Linked DNA regions of Pan troglodytes: all the other regions are linked to region 2. Evidence: chromatin contacts called from public Hi-C data. All regions are on one chromosome and are shown on one strand. Each heading gives the region's core, a stretch centred on a gene start, on an enhancer-like site or on the middle of the called end of the contact. The rest is flanking DNA. Distances are from core to core; before and after follow the strand shown. Region 1 holds the start of COL1A2 (collagen type I alpha 2 chain). Region 2 holds the start of TFPI2 (tissue factor pathway inhibitor 2). Region 3 has its middle 170 kb from the start of COL1A2.

Evidence for each region. A called contact is a pair of places that touch in the nucleus more often than the background predicts.
Region 1: a Hi-C map of induced pluripotent stem cells shows a contact between it and region 2, with 2.3 times the contacts expected there. The contact joins the promoter of COL1A2 here to the promoter of TFPI2 in region 2. A contact is called at or near these places in 2 of 7 Hi-C or Micro-C datasets (both in induced pluripotent stem cells).
Region 3: a Hi-C map of stem cell-derived neural progenitor cells shows a contact between it and region 2, with 2.0 times the contacts expected there. The contact joins the enhancer-like site here to the promoter of TFPI2 in region 2. A contact is called at or near these places in 2 of 7 Hi-C or Micro-C datasets (blood and stem cell-derived neural progenitor cells).

What each region holds. Positions count from the first base shown.
Region 1 is chr6:103,769,889-103,773,806 of NHGRI_mPanTro3-v2.0_pri, reverse strand. It overlaps COL1A2 (collagen type I alpha 2 chain), which reads right to left and starts at 1,453. Exons shown (of 52, transcript XM_001168894.7): 1 at 1,265-1,453. The coding sequence starts at 1,334.
Region 2 is chr6:103,264,476-103,268,481 of NHGRI_mPanTro3-v2.0_pri, reverse strand. It overlaps TFPI2 (tissue factor pathway inhibitor 2), which reads left to right and starts at 1,579. Exons shown (of 5, transcript XM_001168275.7): 1 at 1,579-1,713; 2 at 1,985-2,167; 3 at 3,082-3,270. The coding sequence starts at 1,626.
Region 3 is chr6:103,602,841-103,607,145 of NHGRI_mPanTro3-v2.0_pri, reverse strand. No RefSeq gene overlaps it. Among named protein-coding and RNA genes, the nearest start is that of COL1A2, 170 kb to the left of the region's middle. Within about 2 kb of position 2,100, at least 8 of the 24 cell types and tissues checked have an H3K27ac peak or open chromatin away from gene starts, as enhancers often do. A contact at or near this core is called in stem cell-derived neural progenitor cells, where this site is marked.

The sequences.
Region 1 (3,918 bases), core at 204-2,703, 510 kb before region 2:
TGAATGAAGGGGGAACAGACACACAGACACACACACACACACACACACACAAACACACAAATGCATTAGAAATTATGCAGTGGTAGACACCGTGCTGTGTGGATGGAACAACTTTTTGGAGTACTGGGTGTGGTCAGACAATACCATCCCCCATCTAGTCAATATCTTTGTCTAGCACTTTGGCAGCCATTTTCAAGATGAAAACGGACTGATCTTCTTCATTCTCTGTTGACATGAAAGTCTGGCCATGGAACCTAGAGCTGGAAAGTGGCCTTGGGGTCCCTTTAATCTCTGTCTCGCATTTTAGAAAAGGCCGTTTGACTTGCCCAAAGTCACGCAGCAAATTGGTGTCAGACTCATGGGAAAAACCCCGGTCTCTTGAGTCTCATCTCAATGTTGATATTTCTCAACTTGCTGCGTTCATAATGTTTGCTTATCACTGGGAACATGTCAAAGGGGTAATTCTCAGGCTCAAACAAAATTTAGAGCAGATTTGAGTTAAAAAATGTTACCATTTCCATGACTAGAAAGTGAATTGAGACACTTATATTACTTTTCAGAATGTACCCACTCCAAGTAGCATCCATTCTTCTTTCCAGGGTTCACTGACTAGCCACTGGGAAAGGCTCCAACCAGAAATGCTGATCATTAATCTGTATAAATCCGTAGAAGCTTTAATTGGGATTCCATTTGCTTAAGGCCCTGTCCCCTGTACTTTCATTTTCCTTCCTCCAGAGGGCGCCTTATAACCATCATCATATCAGCATCGTCATCCTCCTCCTCCGGACAAGCCTTACAATGCCCAGAAGATAAAAGCTCTTAGGAGGTGAGTTTTACATTACTCAGTTGAAGGGTTTTCTAACGCAGGCCTCAAGTTTTACAAGGTGGACATCAGTGCGGTTATGGGGCCTGTGGGGTGCAGGCCCTTGACTTCCTCCACCACATTGGTCGTTAATATCTCATCCTTAGGGAAAAAGACCTTCCGCTCCCTTTGGGGGTTACTAAGCTGAGGAGCCAGACCGAGTTAACCGTCTCACTCTGAACTTAGAGGAAAAGTTCCCTAACTTTTGGCAAGGCTTTTATGTTTTCATTTTTTAAAGTAATTTCCATGTTTCTTATCAATTCCGGCGTTTTCCCACATGCCTGAGAGTCTGCCCTCCAAGTGTACCTGGAATTCAGGTTACGGGTTTTCCTTTTCAGGGCAGGGTGCCCTCCCATCTAACCTCTCTACCCAGTCTCCCCCAAACAAGCTGAAGGCACTTACATTGGCATGTTGCTAGGCATAAGGTTACTGCAAGCAGCAACAAAGTCCGCGTATCCACAAAGCTGAGCATGTCTAGCACTTAGACATGCAGACTCCTTGTGTCGCAGAGCCCCTGGGTCACCGGCGGAGGTATCACCTGGCGGGCGCGGGCATGCAGTCGTGGCCAGTACCTCCAACTTAGCCGAAACCTCCTGCTGCCGTGGTGCTAAAATAATAAAGCCCGAATCTGCCCTATTTATACGGCAAAAGTTTCCCTGGCCCTAGGGTGCCTCCAAAAGGGCCTCCACCAATGGGAGGGCTGGGGCTGGGGGCCCGGGCAGCCACAGCTGGGAGGAGCCTGCGGGGGCGCAGAGGAGGGAGCGAATGGGGGAAGGGACGTGGCCACGGGGCTGGCTTCTTAAATTGGTTCCATTCTTTTTGAGGACGTGGACACTTTTGAGGCTTTCAAGGGGAAACTCTGACTCGTTGTCTGCATACCTCCGCCCTCCGCATCCTCCCGCTCTCCCCCGCCCTTTCCAAGTGTGGAAACACTATGGGACACGTCGGAGTGCTCTGCAGCCCCGACATGGGCAGAATTTGCAGATCTCCGGCGATCAAAGCAGGAGCTGTCCAGTCCCGCCTCACCTGTGCCCTGTAGGCCACTTGTAGGGTGGAGGGCTCCAGCGGGAGCGGAGGGGGCAGAGAAGGAGGGAGGGAAGACTCGACAGCGTGGCGCAGCCGGAGCCCGCCTCCCTGCCCCTCCACCCCTGCACCCCGCCCCCAGCCCCGTCCCGCTTTTCTCTAGCTTTGGGGCTCGTGTGCGCCCACTGTTTCAGCAGTGATGCACTCTCTTTGTCTTATGACTTCGGGAAAGGGGGGGTCCTGTCTGTGGAGGGCTGGGTTGCAGTCGGAGGGCGCCTTTTGTTGGCAGGTGGGCTGGGGAGCAGGGTCGAGGCTGCTTGGCACCCGGCTACAGGGAGGATAGGCTTTGCGAACTCTAGACTAGACCGAGTCACCTGGGGAAGTCCTTCGACCTCCTAGCTTGCCTTTGCTGAGGCTCATTCCAAAGAGGGTCTTTTGGGGGATGGTCTGGCACTCCGACACGACTCCAACCGACCTGGAGACCGAGAACTTATTTCTCAGTCTCTCCTTTCTGAGGCTGCGGTGGGGGATCTTTCATGGTTTCCAGTCTCCCCTCCCCTTCTCCATGGGCTCCTTGTCTGGATTTACCAGTTCTACCCTGAGCCTGGACCCTTCAACCCTCCCGTGAGCCCCCCGGTCCCTCTTGACCTTGCTGCTTACTCTCTGTCCCATCTCTTACAGCCACACCCAAGCATCTCCCCTAGCACATCCAGAGGCCCTTCTGATTCGAGCTTGGGGTCTTCGTAGTCTTCGCTGGTAACACCCCAAGCAGTGCGCCCACCAACGTGGATGTTAACTCTCTCCCCAGCACCCAACTTCCCTCTTCTCTGGCCGCCTCCATCCAACCCTCCACTCCCTACTAGGGAGAGGAGGAACTGGTACTTTGACCCTGAGGTGGGAGGCCAAAGGTCCTGTGCCTTTTTCTAAAGCCTCTTGAGATGGCATTCCAGGCCCTAGGTTTGAAAGGCTGTGTGTGTGTGTGTGTGTGTGTGTGTGTGTGTCAGGCCTCTCCTCTACTTGCCTAAGGTCCCCATGAGGCAGCGGGGGCCTAGTTAGAGTGCTGCTCTATCCCAGAAGTCATCGCAAAGGGGGCATCTTTAGGTCAGTTCTGTCTCTAAGAAACAGAAGCAAGTGGGCTGTAGTTGCCTGAGAATCTTTTTCCCTTCCTTCCCCCCACCCCCTCCCCGCTTTTTTTGCTTTGCCTTAAGGAAGAATTTCTGCAGAAGTTAACTCCATCAGCAGCTTCTGTAAATAAAAGGGACTATTCTAAAGCAGGCTACTCTTTCTAAATGTAAAAGAAGAAAAAAAGGTTAATGCAAGTAAAAGTGGATAACCAAAAACTATAATAAACTCTTGTTTTATTCTAATTAAAGGCACTGACTTGGGAGACCACGTTGGATGATTTTTTGAAGTATCTGGGAGTGAAAGAATTTGAAAGGGTTACTAGTCATTCCTAGAAGGGGGTTTACAGGGAGCAATCCACATTCAAATTTTTTTCTAACTAGGCAACAATGTTTGAAGTTTTCTAGGTTCTAGGAACAACAACAACAAAAGACCTGAGGTTGAATTGTATATTCCAAGAACATTTTTAACATTTCCCTGAAATATCACCATTACAGAACTAACAAAAAACTTTTAAAGTGGAAATCATTTTTATCAGGAAAGAAAAACTTCAATACTGCATCATAACGAATTTTTTCCTGCATATCAGAAGAGTGAGAAATGATTTCTAAGAATCATTGTTACCACTGTGCTGAATTGCCTTTGCAGGGCATATGTGTGTATTTGTCCTGTGTTGCTGAGAGTCAGAGACTAATTCTGAGCAAAATGACTCAGGGTCGTAATGCAACAGATTTATGAAAGAAACCCTCCAAATACCCTTCAGTGAGGTTATCTGATAACGCTTCTGGGGTCAAGTTGGCTCAATCATTGGATTTGCAATAGATATCCCAAGTTTTAAACATTTCATTGTAGGTTTTGTTGTTGTTGTCAAAATAGTTTAAAACATAGAATGTTTTTAGAAGTGTGATTAT
Region 2 (4,006 bases), core at 330-2,829:
ACTGACATTAGGAAATGTGTGGGAATACACTGATCTGGTCAAATCTTCAGAACTCCCCAAGGCTATCTCTCTGGGCTGCTATGGTTCATCTCCAAAAACATAGATACATACAAAAACATAGCTTCATACATGCTTGGTTGGGGTGTAAAATGGTACAATCATCTTGAAAAAATCCTTTGGCAGTGTCTAACATTTCTAAGTATTTTATCCAAGAGTAATAAAAATTGCAGGTCCACACAAAGCAGCTTTTTTCATAAGAGCCCCCAAACAAACTAGAAACAACACAAATTCCAGTAATAAGACATTTGTGATATATTAGAATATTACTCAATGATTTAAAGGAACAGACTATTGATACACACAGCAACATATTTATACATTGTGGGATATTCATACGTTTTGGTAAATTCATACCTTGGACTACGCAGGAATTAAAAGAGACTATTGATGCAGTGACCTGGGCGTATCTCAAAAACAGGAAGTGTGAGAAAGAAATACTACACAGTGAATACTTTATAATTCCGTTTATATGAAATTCAAGAATAGGCAAATCTAATCTATGGTAATCGAAATGAGAAGAGTGTTTGCCCCTGGCCTAAGGATGGAAGGATTGATTTAGGAAAAAGTCTGCAGGAGCTTTCTGGAGTGATGGAAATGTTCTAACTCTTTTTTCTTCTTCTTCTTCTTCTTTTTCTTCGTTTCGAGACGGAGTTCCACTCTGCCGCCCAGACTGGAGTGCAGTGGCGCCATCTGGGCTCACTGCAGCCTCCGCCTCCTGGGTTCAAGCCATTCTCCTGCCTCAGCCTCCCGAGGGGCTGGGACTACAGGCGCCCGCCACCACGCCCGGCTAATTTTTTGTGTTTTTAATAGAGACGGGGTTTCGCCATGTTGGCCAGGCTAGTCTCGAACTCCTGATTTCAGGTGATCTACCCGCCTTGGCCTCCCAAAGTGCTGGGATTACAGGCGCGAGCTACCGCGCCCAGCCAAAATGTTCTAATTCTTTATTGGTGGTTACACAGTTGTCAAAATTTATCAAACTGTCCACCTACGATATATTATAAGCCTGTATTAAATGTAAATTAGAACTCGATTGAAATCTGTGTGTATAAATATAAATATACACTTATTTACATTTCTAATCTAATCTGAAGGTCCATTGCAACGAATCCCGCTCCGCTCTGACCCAAGAACTCCGCACTTTCTCTCCACCAGCCCTTCAAATACCTGAACTTCATGCCTTCACGAGGTGGATTCCGGCTTCTTTACAGCGCAATCACTAGCAGGTCATTTCCGTCTAGCTTGCAGATTTCCCATTACTGACACAAACGCTCCCTCAGGGCGTCCCCGTCTGGACTACAGGAGAAAGTTTGGGAGGCAGGTTCAACTTTTCAACTTGGCGGGGAATTCCTCTCCCTCTTACACAGTTTGCAGCGCGGGGGCGGCGGGGTGACAGTCCCCGTGCATGAATCAGCCACCCCTCAGGCTCCGCCCCGGCGGGGGTCGGCCGGACGCTCGCCCCGCATAAAGCGGGCACCCGGGCCGCCTGGAGCAGAAAGCCGCGCACCTCCTCCCGCCAGGCGCTTTCTCGGACGCCTTGCCCAGCGGGCCGCCCGACCCCCTGCACCATGGACCCCGCTCGCCCCCTGGGGCTGTCGATTCTGCTGCTTTTCCTGACGGAGGCTGCACTGGGCGATGCTGCTCAGGAGCCAACAGGTATCTGGCCGCTCCAGGAGCCTCTCTCCCCAACCGGCGGAGAGGGCGCAGCGGGCCATGGGGCCCCGTGTAGGCGCCCTCCAAGCCTCGCTTTCTCCAGGTCCCTGCCGCGCGCTCCGCTGGCAGGGGGGACTCGCTCCCAAGTTTGCACTTTCTCTGCAGAGGCCCCTCCGCTCGGAAGGGGACAGAACTCCCCGGGATGCTCTTTCCTCCTAGGAGCTACGCCTGACCACTTTCCCTCTCTTTTGCTCTCCTTCTGCCCCTTCTTCAGGAAATAACGCGGAGATCTGTCTCCTGCCCCTAGACTACGGACCCTGCCGGGCCCTACTTCTCCGTTACTACTACGACAGGTACACGCAGAGCTGCCGCCAGTTCCTGTACGGGGGCTGCGAGGGCAACGCCAACAATTTCTACACCTGGGAGGCCTGCGACGAGGCTTGCTGGCGGATAGAAAGTAAGTGCCCTGCGCGCACCCAGGACTCTCGCGCTCCTTGCGCCGGCGGCTGGTAGCAACTTCGCCAGTTTCCCACGTCTCGCTTTCTACAGGAAGTTTTAGCCTGGGTTTTCTCAAGTGTTAAGCAAACCTCATGGTTTTCAGTTTCTTAAAATTAATCACAAATTTACAACCACTAACACATTTCCTGTCTCCCAACTGACATTGATCATAATTCAGTGCCTGTGCGGACTCAGGGAAAGATTTGTTCCCTCACCATGGGGTATAATAAATGCAAGAGAATAACGTGTTAGGTACAACGTAAGTGCTTCTCTGTATTTTTCATTAATTCCAAACCTATGATTTTTATCTCTCCTGGAGTACATCATTTCCTTCTGTCAATTATCCATCAATCTGAAATATTTTTAGTGGATTTTATTATTGAAGTGTGACTTAGCTCATTAAATAACTCTACTTTTGTCCCGATACCCAAACGTGTTGGATTAGTTGCGGGATATGGTGGAGATTCATAATACTGTTATATTTTAATTTATTTTTAATTTTTAAATTATATCGGTTAAGGCCTGTAAGAGAACATGGGGCTTTTCCATTCAAGGAACTGTGCCAGGGGAAAATGCGTATTCATATGAATAAGCTTTGATTCACTGCATATGTACAATCAGAGAACACCCAGAGAAAACAGAGAGTCTTTCTACTGAACTTGAAAGATACGTCACAGCTGAGTCAGCTCTGAATACACTGTTAGAAAAAAAAAAAAAAGTAAATATCTGGATTCATGGGAGTATTCTGGGTATTTACTATCCCAACACTAATACAACTTCTCTCCCCCCACAAAATGTTGCTGAAAATACAGTGATGGTTTAATAAGAAGGCTACTTTTGACTAACATTGTTCTATTACCCTCCTTTTCCTAGAAGTTCCCAAAGTTTGCCGGCTGCAAGTGAGTGTGGACGACCAGTGTGAGGGGTCCACAGAAAAGTATTTCTTTAATCTAAGTTCCATGACATGTGAAAAATTCTTTTCCGGTGGGTGTCACCGGAACCGGATTGAGAACAGGTTTCCAGATGAAGCTACTTGTATGGGCTTCTGTGCACCAAAGAAAAGTAAATACGATTTTTATGTATTTCTATTTCACTTTTTTGAAAAGACATTTGGGTGGAAAAAACTCAATTTGATGCGAAATTAACATGTGCATTCTCATGATTTCACATTACTTGACAAGTTAGTGACTTGTCAAGTTCTTAGGACTGGAAAGTGACAAAGCCATGATTCAAATTTTTGCTTTCTGCCTCTTCTGATTTGTTGTTTTTGAGACGGAGTCTCGCCCTGTCGCCCAGACTGGAGTGCAGTGGCACAATCTCGGCTCTCTGCAACCTCTGCCTCCCGGGTTCAAGCGATTCTCCTGACTCAGCCTCCTGAGTAGCTGGGACTACAGGCGCCCGCCACCATGCCCAGCTAATTTTTTTTTTCTTTTTTCTTCTTTCTCTTTCTCTTTCTCTTTCTCTTTCTTTCTCTCCTTCCTTCCTTTCTCTCCTTTCTTTTTCTTTCTCTTTCTTTCTTTCTTTCCTTCCTTCCTTCCTTCTTTCTTTCTTTCTTTCTTTCTTTCTTTCTTTCTTTCTTTCTTTCTTTTCTTTCTTTCTTTCTTTTTTCTTTCGACGGGGTGTCACCGTGTAAGCCAGGATGGTCTTGATCTCCTGACCTCATGATCTGCCCACCTCGGCCTCCCAAAATGCTGGGATTACAGGTGTAAGCCACCACACCCAGCCCTGAATTGTTTCTTTAGAACTATTTCTCAGCTACTCAATTTATGCATAAAAGATTAAAGTATTCATTAATGAA
Region 3 (4,305 bases), core at 851-3,350, 340 kb before region 2:
AAGATAAAACTTTACAAGTGAGAAAAAAATTTAAATGAATACCTTTATTATTTCAGAGTAGAAAGGTTTCTTAAACAAAATACATAAAGGATTAACTAAATGAGAAAAGTTTGATAAGTTAAACAGCAGATCTAAGCTCTTTAGCTGGAATTCCAAAATCCATAAGGCCATGAGATGTGAAAGTTTGTTTTTATACGCAACCGCGTTTGGTGGCAAAAACAGACAACATAAGGCTATTCATAGTGTTTATTTATAGCAGATGTAAATGTTCACCCATTGTGCCCTGGGATATATTGATGAGTTTGACTACTGAATTCTCTCTAGACTCTGTTGGGAATAATCATAATATATAAGATATGCCCTATATAATCTTTCTGAAATTGATAAAAACAATCTGAATCTGAAATACATCTGGTCCTGAGGTTTTTTAATAATGGATATGGACCTGAATATTAACATTAAGAATGAGAAACACATGCATTGTTATGTATATGTTAGCTGGATTTAGCCATTCTACAATGTACACATACTTCAAAACATTGTTTTGTATATGATAAATATAGAGAATTTTTATTTGTGAATTAAAAATAAATTTAAAAAGAGAAACATATTTCAGAATAATTGGTGATAAGGAGGTGAGAGAAGATATTAGAGGACTGCACAGGTACTTTGGTATATAGGGTAGGTAATATTTAGGTAAATGGGGTAGGGGGTCATGATTTTACTTTGTTTCAACACCTTCCATGTATGTTACATGTATGAAGTGTGTTATATATTACATAATACGTAAGTGCAATAACTCAGAAACAGTGAAATATCACATGTTCTCATAGTTGGGAGCTAAATATGTGTACACGTGGACAGGTTGTGGAGTAAGACATTGGAGACTCTCAAGGGTGGGAGGAGGGAGGATCCTGAGGGAAGAAAAATTACCTAATGGGTACAATGTACATTATCCAGGTGATGGTTACACTAAAAGCTCAGACTTCACTACTACACAATATATCCACGTAACTACACCAGAAAATTCAAATTATCTATAAATATCGCATGAAGAAATGATTAAATATATTATGAAAATGTGTCTGGAAGTTTTGTGTTACTTGAATAAAATGCTTCATTCAGAGAAATGATCTGACATTTCTGTGGTCACTACCAGCTCAAAAGAAAGTAATTCTGTCGGTAGGTGTCTGAGTTTATTAAACCTATTTTGCCAGGCAGTTGATATAAAGATATTTTTAGTAGATTGTAAACAAGAAAATCATGCATTGTTAGCTAAGTTGCCTCACATATTAATTTGCTCAAACTTTGATATTTGGTTTCATGCATTCTGTTTCTATGAACATCTTTTTGTTTTTATATTTTCAATAACTAAGGAATTTTAAGAGCATTATTTTAAATGTATATACTTGTCACATTAAATATCTTGAGTTTTTATGTACATATTCAAAGTTTTATTCCTTTTGTTCTAGTTGTTGGATGGAACACTAACTGTATTGTTGTATCAAATAAATATCTCTTGTTGACCATAAAATAAAATGCGGATTGAGAATGTTTTAATTCTTTATTCTTTTTCATTTTTTAAAACAGATGATTTTTCTTCTCACAAAATTGATGTCATGGCTCTTGTCTTAAGCTACTTTTTTAAAAAATTGACTACATTTAAAAAAAATGCAACGTTCGTCCATGTGCACTAGAAATCCTAAACAAGAATATCAACTGTCCTTATTCTTAAACGTTAAAATGGTGGATGCTTAATGGATGGGTTGTCTTCGTATTATAAACAATGTGAATTGACCAGTTGAAAACAACTCGTCACTGCGAAGGTTTTGATTTATCTCTCCTCTTTTCAGATATGGGCTAATTATTCCATAGATAACCTCATCTCTTTCAAAGCAGGAGCCTGACTATTACGCCTCTTGTGTTGTGAATTTAATGCCATGGTAAAGAACACCCACTGCAAACCACAAAACAGCATTGAGTCGGAGAGAGAGAAAAGCTGCCAAAGCAGTTAATGTGATCTCGTTTGACAACCTTGGTTCCTGAATCAGGCATTCTTCCACAGGGTTTGGGCACTTAGGCTGTGAGCGGGAGGTGTTTAAACAGACAGCATCTGCCTCAGCAGCCAGCCTTCCTGCTGGCTCTCAACAGGAAGGGCATTCATCTCCTTCACATGTCTTGTGCATTAATTTAGCAAAACAGTCGTCCTGCTGGTAAGCCAAAGTAATCAGAACACACAGGAGATGAGACTTCAAAAAGAATCTGGAGCCATTTGAACAACTCTAGGACTGTCATTGGCATGCTTTGGGGCATATGTACTCAAAATGTGTAGACACCTCTTCGGAATCGGATTTTTGCCCAGATCATCAGGGATTACACTTATCTGAGGAATCTCCAGCCCCCTGGCTGAAATGCAGAGGAGAATTGCCCATAACGTGCCCTCAGGGCATAGGAGATTCCACAAGATGGGGATATTCTCAAAGGAAAGTAGAGTAGCACTCCTAAAGGGACATTGATAAGCCTTTACCTTGCAGCGACTACTATCATTTTTTTTTCTCCTTTCCTGCAAGAGAAGAGATCACACAGCAGATGATCTTGAACTTATTTACAGACTTATTGTAGAAAATAAAGCATTATTAAGATTAAATCTAACACTCTATGCAGGTTTTCTTCAAAAGGGTCAAAATATTATCTATAATTTGCAATAGTCTGCTTTGTAAAAAAAAAAGTACAGTTAAATATTTTGTTTCTTTTTAAAAATTAATAAACTGTTGAAAGTTAGAAGTAAATACTAGTCACCATGAAAGAAGAACTAATATTTTTTAACCTCCTAATCATCAGCTAGTATGTTCTCTAGACTCTAGAGATTTTAAGGAACTTAATTTATATCTACATGATTTTACATTATTACTTTATGTATGCTTCTATGGAGTTTTCTTTATTTATTAAAATATCATATAATCCTTGAAATATTTAAGGGCCACATCAGTAGAGCTCCAGACTCTCCAAGTTCAAATCCCAGAGGCTTTGCTTACTAAACTATATGACCTTGATCAAATTGCTTAAAGTTTTTTTGGTATTTTTCATCTTTAAAATAGTATATTATAAATAGCTATTTGATTTCATGTGATCGTCATGGGAATTAAATGGGCTAAACCATATAAAATGCTTAGAACTATTGAACTGGTACATAACTAGGTCCTCAGTATTCATTAGCTATTATTTTTATCTCCTCCTCAGTTCAGCACTTAAAAATTCTTACTCTCCTTTCACAATACCACACTTTTTTTTTAAATGAAATATGGCTCTGTAGAAAAGTTTTGCAATAGGAAACTTAAGCCAATTTTTAAAAAACCTAGCTTTAAAATAACCAGTGAAATGAAGCCGGTAAACAAATAATACTATTAAAATTTCCTTTTTATCACTTTAATTATCAGGAAAGGCTTCCATTTTTGCTTACATGGATTTTGAAAAACAACAAGTTTCTATGTAGAATCATAAGATATTAACCGAGTAACTTGTATTTTATTCTGATCTAGTGAGGTAGGTAAAGTTTTACTCCCTACCCAAGCCCACTTTAAATAGAGTAGCTTCAATTTTATGCATTTTTAATAGTTGAGCTCCTGTGAAATTTGCATTTGAATGAAAGGTATCTCATCAACTAGAATAACTAAAAATTTTGAAAACTTCATATTTAGTCCACACATCTCATTTAATAGATGAGAAAACTGAGGAGCTGAGAAATGATATAACTTGTTGACTGGATGGGATGTGCCCTCCCTAGAAGGCATGGGAAAAAGAATCAACTGAAAACAATTTGTAGATATTTTCTGTTCTTTATCTTGAATATGTAAAAAATTCCAAGCTATAAGCACTTTTATTATTATTATTATTTTACAATATCTCACTCGATAGCTACGAAACATAAATATGGAGAGTCAATGTGTTAAGTTAAACACGTAAATTATGAAACAGAATTTCTGTTCATTTTGTTAAACAATTGAGTACTTATAGAGTATAGGATTTTTACAATTATTATTATACTTTAAGTTCTAGGGTACATGTGCACAACGTGCAGGTTTGTTACATAGGTATATGTGTGCCATGTTGGTTTGGTGCACCCATCAACTCATCATTTACATTAGGTATTTCTCCTAATGCTATCCTTCCACCAGCCCCCTACCCCCTGACAGGCCGAAGTGTGTGATGTTCCCTGCCCTGTGTCCATGTGTTCTTGTTGTTCAACTCCCAACTATGAGTGAGAACATGCGGTATTTGGTTTTCTGTCCTTGTGATAGTTTGCTT